Regions from separate parts of the Sus scrofa genome. Here region 2 is linked to region 1. A link is a contact called in public promoter capture Hi-C data. All regions are on one chromosome and are shown on one strand. The core of a region is the stretch at or near the end of the contact, and the rest is flanking DNA. Distances in the headings are between cores, read along the strand shown. Region 1 holds the start of TMEM215 (transmembrane protein 215). Region 2 holds the start of ACO1 (cytoplasmic aconitate hydratase).

Region 1 (5,882 bases), core at 1,348-3,847:
CTTTAGGCTCCAACTAGGTTTCCAGCACTATAGCTGGAGCACCTGCACAACACTAATGACGGTTCAATCCTGCAGAAGCGACTGTCAGAGAACCACAGAATAGCAGAGCTGAAATGAACCTCAGCTAGCTCCCCATCCAAAGCCTGTTTCACAGGAAACTGAAACCCAGGAAGGTAGTGATTTGCCTGAAGTCACAGGTAGAAGAAAAGAAGATAAAGGAATTTAGCAGGAAAGACTATAATGATCTGAGTGACATGCTTGATGTAAGTTGTCAGAGAATAAATGAACAGGACAATCCCAGTTTCTCAGCTGGACAAATAGGAAGAATGAGGGGGTCAAATGAGAAAGAGTAAGTGTTAAGAAAATTTGATGAGCTCAGTTTAGGTTGTGTTGAGTTTGAGGTGTCTGTATGCTATACAGACAGATATCAAGCGGACAATTAGATGTTATAAATCAAATTGAGGGAGAAGGACAAGGCTAAAAAGATAAATATAGAAGTCATCAGTATAGCTAGCTGAATATCAACACTGAAGGGCTTTGCTAAAATAAAAGTTAATAGAACAAAGAGGAGTTTATCAAGTAGACTGCAAATGAGTGGCCAGGGACAGAGGAGAATAGAAAGGCTTTAGTGAAGGCCGGGAAAGAGAGAGCTTCACAAAGGTAAGCATGATCAATTGTTGTGACACATGTTGCTGGTTACTTCTCCAATGTTCATTCTTCTCTTTTTCCTTGCTAGCAAAAACCCTGATTTTTTTTTTCTTCAGAGTAGCAATCTGGTCCAAAAAAGCACCCCCTCCCAAGCAAAACCTTGATTTCCCAGGCTCCTTTGCACCTAGAGGTAACCTCATGACATCCTTCTGGCCCATTAGATATAAGCAGATGTCTATCTACTGAGTGGGGCTGCCAGGAAAAGAATTATTTTCCTGGGACAAATAATCAAACAGCTGGCATCTCACTTTTGCTCCTTGCCTTTCCCACTTTCTTCCTTCTTTCCAAAATAACGGTTCTATGTCCAAAGGTACAGCAGCTACCTAATGAGCCTGAGTACCAGGGACACACACAATAGAGGCTGGAGTGGAAAAACTGAGTCTTATTCCTGATCTACTCAGCAGAAAGAGTGGGAAACTTGGGAGTCAAGCTTGACTTCTACTGCCATCTCACTTCCTTTGATCCAAAACACTTTATTCTACCCTAAACATCCTTCAAATTCACTTTCTTCTTACCACCCTACTATCCCCGCATCATTGAGACCCATGTGATGCCTTGCCTGGCTTACTGAACTGTCGTCCTATAGAGACTTCCCAACCTGTCTTCTAATCTGCTGTCACCAGGGAATGCTTTTGTGTTGATTCCCGCTTAAAATGCTTCCACAATTCTTCAGTACTTGTTGGATAAAGTCAAAAGTCCCTAGCCCCACAGACAGGCTCTTTGTGATTTGGCTCATGCCTTACATTGACTATCGTATACTATGCAAATATATATTTCATCCTTTTTTTTTTTTAACAAGAATCCTGTACCAAGTATTGTGCTAGGAATTTTACATTTATTTAGTCCTCGTAATGTTTGTTACTTCACATATTTGATAGTTAATAGTCTCATTTTACAGATGGTTCAACTGATTCTCAGACAGCTTAAGTCACTTGCCCAATAATGAACACAAACCTAATTTAGGTGGGAAAGGTCTGGATGTCAAAATTCTTTCCACCAAGGCAGGGCCCTACCTGAAAGAATGTAGTTTCCTCCCTCTCACGCCCCTCATCCCCCACTCCCACCTCTCCACACCCAGTTCATTAATTCCCCAAAAGTTGAAGAACCATGGCCAAAGCCAGTCTTGCCCCTGGGGCTAGGGTAAGCCCCAGTCTAGCCCCTGCTGAGGTTGGGGAGGAAGCTCAGGAGTTAGGACTCCAGGTTCAGCAAAGGAGAGAATCGCACAAAGCTAGAACTGCATCTCGGGCTACTTGTCCTGACCCGCCCAGTTAAGGCCCTGCCTTCTCCTCACTACCTGTGTATTAGAAATGCAGGAATGGGGAGCCTGGGCTAGAGACCCTTTTTTCCTTGACCCAGCCGGCGAGGCTGGCACCACAATCGTGTTGGAGTGGGATCCAGGCTTTAAGTCCACCCCCCTCTAGGATCCAGAGCTGTAAGACCAGGGCCCAAGTAGGACCTGGCACCTCCCTGCCCACTAACTCAGCCTGGGCACTAGTTCGGTGTGCTCTGGCAACGCAGCCTGCTCTGCTGCTAGAGCGCTTTTGCGCGCCACTGCCACCCAGCGCCCCAAACCAGAACTGCCGCGGGCAGCGGGACCCTGGAGGAGCATGCCCTCCGAGCCCTGAGAGCCTCGACGTTCAGGGAGGTCGGGAACCTTCTGTGAACTGCTATAGGTTGGATCAGTTCATCCAGATCTGTAACTAGAGAAGGATCCAAGTCCCCGAGGGACATCTTCAGCTGGCAGCTCTTGCCCTCAGACCATGGACTCCAAGCCCAGGCTGCCCCGTGGGCAAACTGGCCCGACTTAAGCTCTCCGGCCCGCGGTAGCCTTGCACCCCGGACCCTCCTCGGGCGCGGAAGCGGGTCCCGCCGCCCAGCTCAGCCATCCCGCGCAGAGGCGGGAAGAACTCGGGCTGCTCCAAGTATCTCGACTGGACCCTGAGCAGCCTCTTCTGCCCGGGTGGCCTCTCCTCAGGGTCTAACCACCTCGCGCCCCCGCGCGTCCGTCTTTGTTTCTGAGCTTGCTCTGAAAGTGATGTAACGAGGCCAGGCTCGCGAGCCGCTTTCCCTCTTTCCTAGATTAAGTCCTTCCTCCCTTCAGCTCCCGCGCTCTGCGAGCAGAGCTGAGCGCTGGGCTGCACACTGCTCCGCTCCCAAAGCCCTGGAGACCGACGGGCACAGTTGGGAAAGACAGGCTCCCACGTCCCACCTCCTGGATGCAAAATCGGTGGGAAAAGGCAGGCTTTCCTTCCAGAAACAAGGGAGAGAGCCGAGGGGACAGCTGCTGTGGAGATTTTTAAGGAGACTCAGACTGGCTTCTTTCCCTGCTCCTGGGAGACGACAAGAAACCTCAGGTACCTCAGTGACCCCAGTCGGTGGATGCCTGTATGAGAGAGAGGCAGGGGTGCGCTAGGAAGAAAGAGACAGAGAAAGAGGGGGAAACAGAGACAGAGATCCTGACTGACATACAGATAGAGTGGCAGAGGCAAGGAGTAAGAGAGACAGTTGGGTTGGGAAACTGACTTGGGTTTTTTGTTTTGTTTTGTTTTTTAACACAGTGCAGTTTTGCCTCTGACAGTAGAGAAGAACGTTGCTCCCTGGCCAGCAGGTAGCCCCCAACCTGAATGGAGTGAAAGATGCGGCCTGATGACATTAACCCAAGGACTGGTCTGGTTGTGGCCCTGGTCAGTGTCTTCCTGGTCTTTGGCTTCATGTTCACGGTTTCTGGGATGAAAGGAGAGACTCTGGGAAACATCCCCCTCCTGGCCATAGGGCCAGCCATCTGCCTACCAGGCATCGCGGCCATTGCCCTGGCCAGGAAAACTGAGGGATGCACCAAGTGGCCGGAGAATGAGCTGCTATGGGTCCGCAAGTTGCCCTGTTTCCGGAAACCCAAGGATAAGGAGGTGGTGGAACTGCTGAGGACCCCTTCAGACCTGGAGTCAGGCAAGGGAAGTTCAGATGAGCTGGCGAAGAAGGCGGGCCTCAGGGGGAAGCCTCCCCTCCAAGGGCAGGGCGAGGTGCCTGGGGCCAGCTCCATCACCACCCCCACACCCATGAAGGAAGGAGAATGTCAGAGCCCTGTCCAGAGCAGGCATCGAGAGGAGACATCCAGATACCTGGATGGCTACTGTCCCTCAGGCAGTTCCATCACCTACAGTGCCTTGGACGTCAAGTGCTCAGCCTGGGACAAGTCTGAGTGCCCTGAGCCCGAGGACAGCATCTTCTTTGTGCCCCAGGACAGTATCATTGTTTGCTCCTACAAGCAGAACAGCCCCTATGACAGATACTGTTGTTACATCAATCAGAGCCAAGGCAGGTGGGATCACGAGACAATAGTCTAAGCTTTGCATAAGAGGGTTGCTGTGTTGACAGATACATGACTACACGCAGCTCCCATTGGAAGGAAACTGCCCTGCTCCAGCAGCCTTCACACTGTTAGAAACTAACCTGGTATGTGATGGGTGTGCAAATCTCCGGTGCCTGAGAGCCATGTAAATTAGGCACGTTGGGGACATTTTAGGGAAGGGTGATAAGGGTTAAAGACACTGAAAGAGGCAATGGGTCGAAAAGCAAACAGTTCAAATTGCTTTTTAACAATTTAAACCATGTTCGATGTTCTGTAAAATAACCCCAAAAGTGCTACCCAGCCAGTACCTGCTGAAAGCAAGATAAATCTAGAGTGGGCTGCAGATACCAGGCATGAAATGATATGTGGACTATTCATAGGGAAACTGAGCTGCTTTCGGTCTGAAGAAATTGAAAGAAAAAACAATTCAATGTTTCATTATATGAAATGATCTTGTCTGGTGAAAGCTTTGCATGCTCAGTATTTGCTGAAAGAAAAAAAAATTAAGATAGATTAAGATAGAATATCTACACCCTTCTGAAGGTGCGATGGTTACAGGAGAAAGGGGAGTTAAAGGCAGTTGAATTATGTAGTTTTATGGTATTATCTTCAGACAAGATCAGGGATTTTAAATAAAGTGAAGTAAATGTGACCGGTTGTGTGAAAAACTAACATTTTTAGATGGCTATGTTACTTCTTAAACTCTTCATTTAAATTGACTTATTGGGTCTTTATCTGAAGTGTTTTTTAGCATTTACTATCTTTCATGTATAATTTCCTCATCAGGTGCAATATGAATTGATGTATGATAATTTTCATAGATTAGAGTCAAAATGGATTTTACATATGTATACACGTGTCTTTAACATTCCTGGGAGATGTAATTACTATTCCTATATGCCTTTTAAAATCTGAAGACTATGACATCAATACCACTAGTTTTGAACTTTATGCAGAATTTATATGAAATGCAATGGTTCGATTTCTGGAAATGTCATTATTTACATATTTGTTGAACACTTCCAAAGACTGTAAATGCCAATGAAATAGCGTTAATCCACTAGATTTAACTAAAGCCCAGTTTTTATTAAGTTCACCTGATCAGTGAACATTATATGACAAAAGCCTGTTTTATTTAATTTTTTGCCTTCGAGGAAAAAAAATCATAATAAAATCCTAAACTGTATTTCCTATTTCATTTGCTCAACTGGCAATCAACCAAAATACCATTTGACAGCTACTGAAGAGAAATACTGAATTATAGATAGAAATGATCATATATTTCATCTTAAAGATCAGGATTAGTTTGTATCCTTCAAAGAATGATTTATTTCTCATGATCATACAGTTTCAGTCACTTTCTCCCAAAAGGGGAATTGAGGACAAAAATTTTGGGCATACCTCTTTTATGTATTTCAGGTCCAATTCTGCAATTCCTTAAGTGTAGCAATTATTCTGTCTTAGAATCGTGCCCTTAAAAATCATAATCTTCCAATAAAATTCAACACTGAAAGTATGTAATTTTTTTTAGTAAGGCTTAAATGTTGGAAAATAAAATGTGTGATTCAGGCAAATTTTATCTTCTTGCACCTCAGTCCCTGAAATGGGAGAAGAGGGACTGACTTACACTAGATTATTTCTATCATTCATTCCCAGTTTGAATATTTTCTGGCATTGTGTCAAAGGCACTTTACATATTGCCATGAAATGAATTACAGCAAAACACATGTCAAAGTTATGCAATTCATTATAACAATTATGCAACAATGGATTGAATTCTTTTTGCTATTCAAAAGAATTTTGTAGAAGTATGAAAGCAGATTTG
Region 2 (5,882 bases), core at 2,090-4,589, 330 kb before region 1:
GGGATCTCCATATGCTACAGGGTGGCAAAAAAATGAAAAAAAAAATAAAATAGAGTGGAAACTTGTGAATCAAAGGCCCCAGTGAACCAATGAACTTATTTCAGGTGGTATAATGGGGTATAAAGTTTCTCCAAAGTGATAGCTGCTACTTTTTCAGCTAAATGGAGATGCTTATGGGGCTAGGCGAACTGTGTCTATACAATTTCCATTTGACAAGTGAGTATAATGGGCCTTTCCCTTATAGGTTGTCAAGTCTTAGTTGACCGACCCCAAAATGGGGACATCAGACTACAGAGTTGTTAGCCCTCTATGTATGGATCAGCCATTTGGCTTTTTTTTTTTTTTGCTGTACCAGTGGCATATGAAAGTTTCCAGGCAAGGAATCAAGACTGAGCCACCACAGTGACCCAAGGTACTACAGTGACAATACCAGATCCTACACCCACTGCACCACAGGGAAAATCCCCAGGGATTCAGCTTCCCCCCCTCCCATTTTTTAAAGTTTTATTGAAATATAGTTGATTTATCTTTGGGGGAGGCGCATCCATGGCATATAGAGGTTCCCAGGCTAGGGGTCGAACTGGAGCTGCAGCTGCTGGCCTACACCACAGCAACACAGGATCTGAGCTGCATCTGCAACCTAAACGGTAGCTTAAGGCAATGGAGGATCTTTAACCCACTGAGCGAGGCCAGGGATTAAACTTGCATCCTGATAGATACTAGTCAGATTTGTTTCTGCTGAGCCACAACAGGAACTCCTGAAGTAAAACTGACTTATAATGTTGTGATCATTTCTGCTCTACAACAAAGTGATTCGGTTATACATATGCCACGCATCCATTCTTTTTTAGATTCCTTTCCCATATATATCAACACAGAATACTTCGTAGTTTCCTGTGCTATACAGTAGTCATTCCATATATCACAGTGTACATATTCCAATCTCAAACCCCAGGCATTCATCTTTAAGAAGCCCTTGGTGACAGGTCACTAGCTGCCCCCTTTTTAAGAGGTGTATTTACTGCCTGCATCTGACAGGTGGCAGTGTTGTACTGGGAAACTGCCTCTCTGAGTGGCCATCATGCCTGTCCTTAAAGCTGTGATTGCCATCTCTTAGATTTTGCCTTCTTTTTCTAGACCACCAGGAAGAGGACTGAGGTTACCTCTCTACATACTTCAGTCTGAATGGAAGTATCCCTTCTGGACTTTATGAGCATTTACAATACTAGCATGTACAACATAAATATCAGGTATATGTTCAGCTGTGAATAACTCATCACCATATCATTTTCTGGGGAAAAAAAATGAAATAAATCAATAGCAGCAACTTCAGAAGAGTGACATTACTGCTCCCAATTCCAACATCTCCACCCCCAGGATAGGGAGCATCTTTACCTGTGAGCACCTAAATTACAGGACTGCAGCAGGGACCTCTGTGCTATCAGGGAGACGCAGCCCTGAAAATAATTACAAATTCTAGACCATATGGTAACAGATCAGTGTTCCCTCCTAAGACATTTAAGATCCTCTTCTTTTCTGCAAAGAATGAATAACATATAACCTCACAATAGCCAATGTTCATATAAATAAAATTTTATTTGGTTGCATAGAATGTAAAGCACAAGCTCTGGAATTAGATCAGCCTTTGCTCAAACCCCGGCAACACCACTTACAAGTTATATGACCTGAAGCAGGTCATATAATCATTCTGAATCTCAGTTTCCTCATCTGCAAAGTGGCAACAATGTCACAAGTCTCCAAGGGCTCTTGTAAGGATTCAATGGGACATTTAATCACATTTGGTTTGTATTAGTAGCTATGTTGAGGGGATTGGTGCTTAATTGTAAAGCAGATGGCCAGGGGATCCTGGTTTCCTGCGAAGGCAGCTCAGGAATTAAGGCACTCAGTAAGAAAGAGGGCATAAAAATTAAGACTATGACTGGCATGGAAAGGGGTGGCAGTTGGATATTTGTGGGAGGCTAAGATGAGCCCAAGAACTGCCTTTCCTTGTTATGAATGTAGCTTTTTCTTTTTTTTCCTTTTTAGGGCCACACTCATTCCCAGGCTGGGGGTCGAATAGGAGCTACAGCTGCCTACACCTAGATCCAAGTGGTATATGCAACCTATACCACAGCTCAAGGCAGCAACGCCAGATCCTTAGTCCACTGAACGAGGCCAGGGATTGAACGCAAGTCCTCATGGACACTGTTTGGGTTCATGACCCAGTAAGCTACAATGGGAACTCCTCAGGTTGGAGTTTGTTCAATGAAAGTGAATGAAAGGACTTTAGAAAGTGGGTGAGAAAAAAGTCTTCTCCCATACTGGAAATAAAAGGGATATGTCCTCTTTCAAAATTAAAGATAACCTTTTATATTTAAATATAAAATTTAAGTAGGGGACAGCTATAGCCTACCGTGCAGCATGATGAAATGGGGCTTAAGAGTCAGAAATCCCTGGGGACTGAATCCCAGCTAAGGAACATTTCATGTCTGCAAAACAAGGTCATATTTCTCCCTTTATGGGGCAATTGGAAGAAATGAACTGAATAACATATGCATCACAGGGCCCTGGCAGAGTAAGTACATGGTAACTGGTAGCAGCCGGAATCAGTATTAGTTATTATTTATTCATCCTTTTATTCAGAAACTCAAGACAGAAAACTATAATCACTCTCTATATAAACTGGGCAAGAATATCTCACCTTTCATCTAGAAAGACCTAATCATCCACCTTTGCCTGAGCAGGCGCAACTCCAAGCAACATATCAAAGCCGGTGCAGACAAAAAAACCCACTCAGTGTCAACTCGGCCATGTCTCTGACTTCTGAGAAGTGAACAGCCTGCATTAGGAAGTGTTGTTACACATTAAAAAATAAATAAATAAAATAAAAAAATTAACGTTTAAACTCTGCATTCGTAATCATGGAAACTTTGAAGTCCCCGCAAGTCATTCAGCGTGCTTTGCAAGTCATTAAAGACAGGGGTGGGGGTGGGGGCAAAAGGAAAGAGAGGGGAGGTGACCGCAGGTACCAGGGCGCCAGATAATGAAGCCTCCACCGAGACGGCCAAATCATTTTAAAATGCAGCATTTCTTCCCCGCGCCTTGGGCTTACTTTCTAGCGAGCCGGGCAGTCACACTCCACTCCCCATAGAGAGCGTGTCCCAGGCCCTGGGCCCGCGGAGGAGGATCCTGGCCGGAGACAGCTTCCGGCCAGCGACCTCTAGCCACCCTCCCTCCGGCGTGCGGGGGCGAGGTCTCCCGCAGCCTACAGGCCCCGCCCCACCCCGCCCCTCGGGCCTCGGGTCCTAGTCGGGCACCGGCCACCCCACCATCGCCCCGCCCCGGCTCCGCCCCTCGGCCGGTGGCCCGAGGGCGACAGAGGGAGGCGCTCGGAGGCAGCGGCTGGAACCAAGCAGCGCACTGGAGCGCCCCGCAGCCTGGTGCCGGGCCGCCCGTCAGACCCTGCCGTGCAGTACCGGTGAGTACTACGCGGCCCGACTGACGTCCCCAGGCCAGAGCGCTGCCCGCTCCGGCCCAGGCGGGGTGGGTGCGAGCCCGCGGCACCCGGGCACCTTCCCGGCGCCCGGCTGCAGCGCACAAGGTGGCCCGGGGCGAGGATCCGGGGAAGGCCGAGGGGAGAATCGGGGACTAGTTCCTGGGGACTGACCCCTCGCCCTGTCCCCAGATTGTGCCGCGCGGAGGACAGGGAAATGGCTCCCCTCAGCCTTATTTGCCTGGACTGTTCGGGCCGCCGGAAGAATCCACGTTGAGACAGTTCGGGCTGATCTGGGAAGTCCTAACCCCAAAGAGGGTGTGCGCCTCTCACGGAGCTGCGGGTGGCCAGATAGGGAAATCCGCACTGAGGAGGGCACAGATGGGGAGTCCACACTAACTGCTGAAATGAAAATGGAGGGGGAAGAGACCCTCGTGGAAGGGGTGGGCACAGAGCCCGTCCTATTGGATTCAGAGATCCAGGAAGGAGCACAGGCAGCCTTTCCTAATTCAGCCAGCACTTTAGAATGGCCCATCCTCCCTCCCTGCCACACTTAGAACCCTCCTCAGGGGGTGGTGTGAGGAGGTAGGGTGAGGGTGTTCCCGGGTGGGGGTAGGGAGTCTGGACAGCCTCTAGGATAGCCGTTCTCAAACTTTGGGGGAAGGAGTCAAAAACCCCTTTACTTAGGACTTTGGTTTATGTGGGTTATATGTATATGTACCATACATAACTAAAACAGAAATGTTTATTTAGAAATTCAGTTAAAAATAATAATGGATGTATTATATGTTGATATATTTTCATGAAAATAACCATTCTTTTCAAAACGGAATCTTAATGGGAAGAGTGGCATTGTATTGTATTTTTGCAAATCTCTTTAATGTCAGGTGTAATAGACAGCAGCTAGATTCCTACATCTGCTTCTGCATTCAGACTGTTGCACTATTACATGTGATGTAGCCTCTGGAAAACTGCACTGTAGACTCCTGAAAATGTGAGAGCGAGGATAGCAAATAGCATCTTGGTATTATAATGAAATGGTTTTGACCACGTGGCTCTCTTGGGTCCCCAGTACCACACTTTGAGAACCACTGGTCTAAGGAAATGCTTCAGAGGCTTTAGTCACTTCACCGGGCTTTAGACCCGCTTATTTGTGATCTTTCTCTGAATGGGAACACACACCACCCCCTGTGTGGACAGTGTTAACCTCTGGTAGGTTCAGCCAAGCCTGACCTCACTCTGGAAACCGGCAGGGCTCTCAGATGCCTCTGGCTGCCTGCAGAGCTGAGCCGTGCGTGTCCAGATTGTGGCAGTCATGTGGCACACAGGACCTGTGCCTTCAGAGACCTGCCGATGGGGAGCCGGGGCCAAGTGTGGAGGAGTTTGTGCAAGTTGAGAAGTTCATTTCCAAAAGAACAGGGAGGCATGTTTTTGCCTTCCTTTCCTCCATGTTCATTTCTGTGAGTGGCTGTGTGGCCTGGAGTTTATTGGAATATGATCCCCCCAATCTTGGGGCTCCTTCACTTTGCACTTTCAGAGCTATGTCCCTGTGAGTGGCCCTTTCCTAGCCCCTGCCAGAATCCAGTGTCTGTCCTGCCTGCTGGTGTGTGGTAGGTGTGATCCCTCACTGGATCATTTCCTTGGCTTCTTGTTCACACATATATGTAGCCTTATAAATATGTGGAAGACAGGCATACCAAACTATTAACAGTAGCCAGTTCCAGGCAGTGGTATCCAGAGTCCATGGAAGGAACCTGTTACTCTTTGTAATATCACATGTCTGCCTAGCTTGCAGCATTCGTGTATTGCTTTTACCACCTGAAAACAGAGAAAACAAAAACCTAAAATCCCAACAACCTATACTTTTTAAAGGATCATTTCTCTGGTAAGAATGTTCTCATCACTTCCTCTCTCCTGATAAAACAAATGACTTGAATTGTCCCATCACATTTCTGAACGGACGTATATGATACTAGTACATATTAACTCAAAATAATATGGAGAGAAAGAGCCCTCCCAGAGCAAAACAGTTTATTGAACAGTATTGTCTGCCATAAACCCCTGCCCAAGGTTAGAAGTACCAGAAAGGAGTATTCTTTAATGGATTATGATGCAGCCCTTAAACTGATGTTATAAAATGCTGCTCCATGAAATGTCATACAACACAGTGAAACTGAAAAACATGTTATCCAAGACTCTTTCCCTGTGTTCCTGTTGCTATGAGGAGAGAAAGTTTGTGCATGTACATACAGATCTGCACATGCGTGGACAGAGGCGAAAGCTGCGCCAAACGCTGAGTGATTTTTCTCTTGGTTGTGGGTTCAGTGTGTTTTTAGATGTTCTTCGCTTTGCTTATTAATACTTTCTAGTAAGTACTAAGCAAGCGTCA

What was found. Promoter capture Hi-C pulls out the DNA fragments that hold promoters and counts their contacts.
Region 2: a contact with region 1 is called in a promoter capture Hi-C map of fetal liver, with 3 times the contacts expected there. The contact joins the promoter of ACO1 here to the promoter of TMEM215 in region 1. A contact is called at or near these places in 1 of 5 promoter capture datasets (fetal liver) and 5 of 47 Hi-C or Micro-C datasets (embryonic fibroblasts, heart right ventricle, mesenteric adipose tissue and 2 more).

The regions. Positions count from the first base shown.
Region 1 is chr10:33,667,225-33,673,106 of Sscrofa11.1, reverse strand. TMEM215 (transmembrane protein 215) reads left to right here and starts at 2,597. Exons shown (of 2, transcript XM_013980192.2): 1 at 2,597-3,062; 2 at 3,287-5,882. The coding sequence starts at 3,345. The coding sequence ends at 4,052.
Region 2 is chr10:33,999,352-34,005,233 of Sscrofa11.1, reverse strand. ACO1 (cytoplasmic aconitate hydratase) reads left to right here and starts at 3,339. Exons shown (of 21, transcript XM_003357729.3): 1 at 3,339-3,478. It overlaps LOC110255598, which reads right to left and starts at 4,028. Exons shown (of 3, transcript XM_021064275.1): 1 at 3,668-4,028; 2 at 3,113-3,587. The coding sequence starts at 4,028.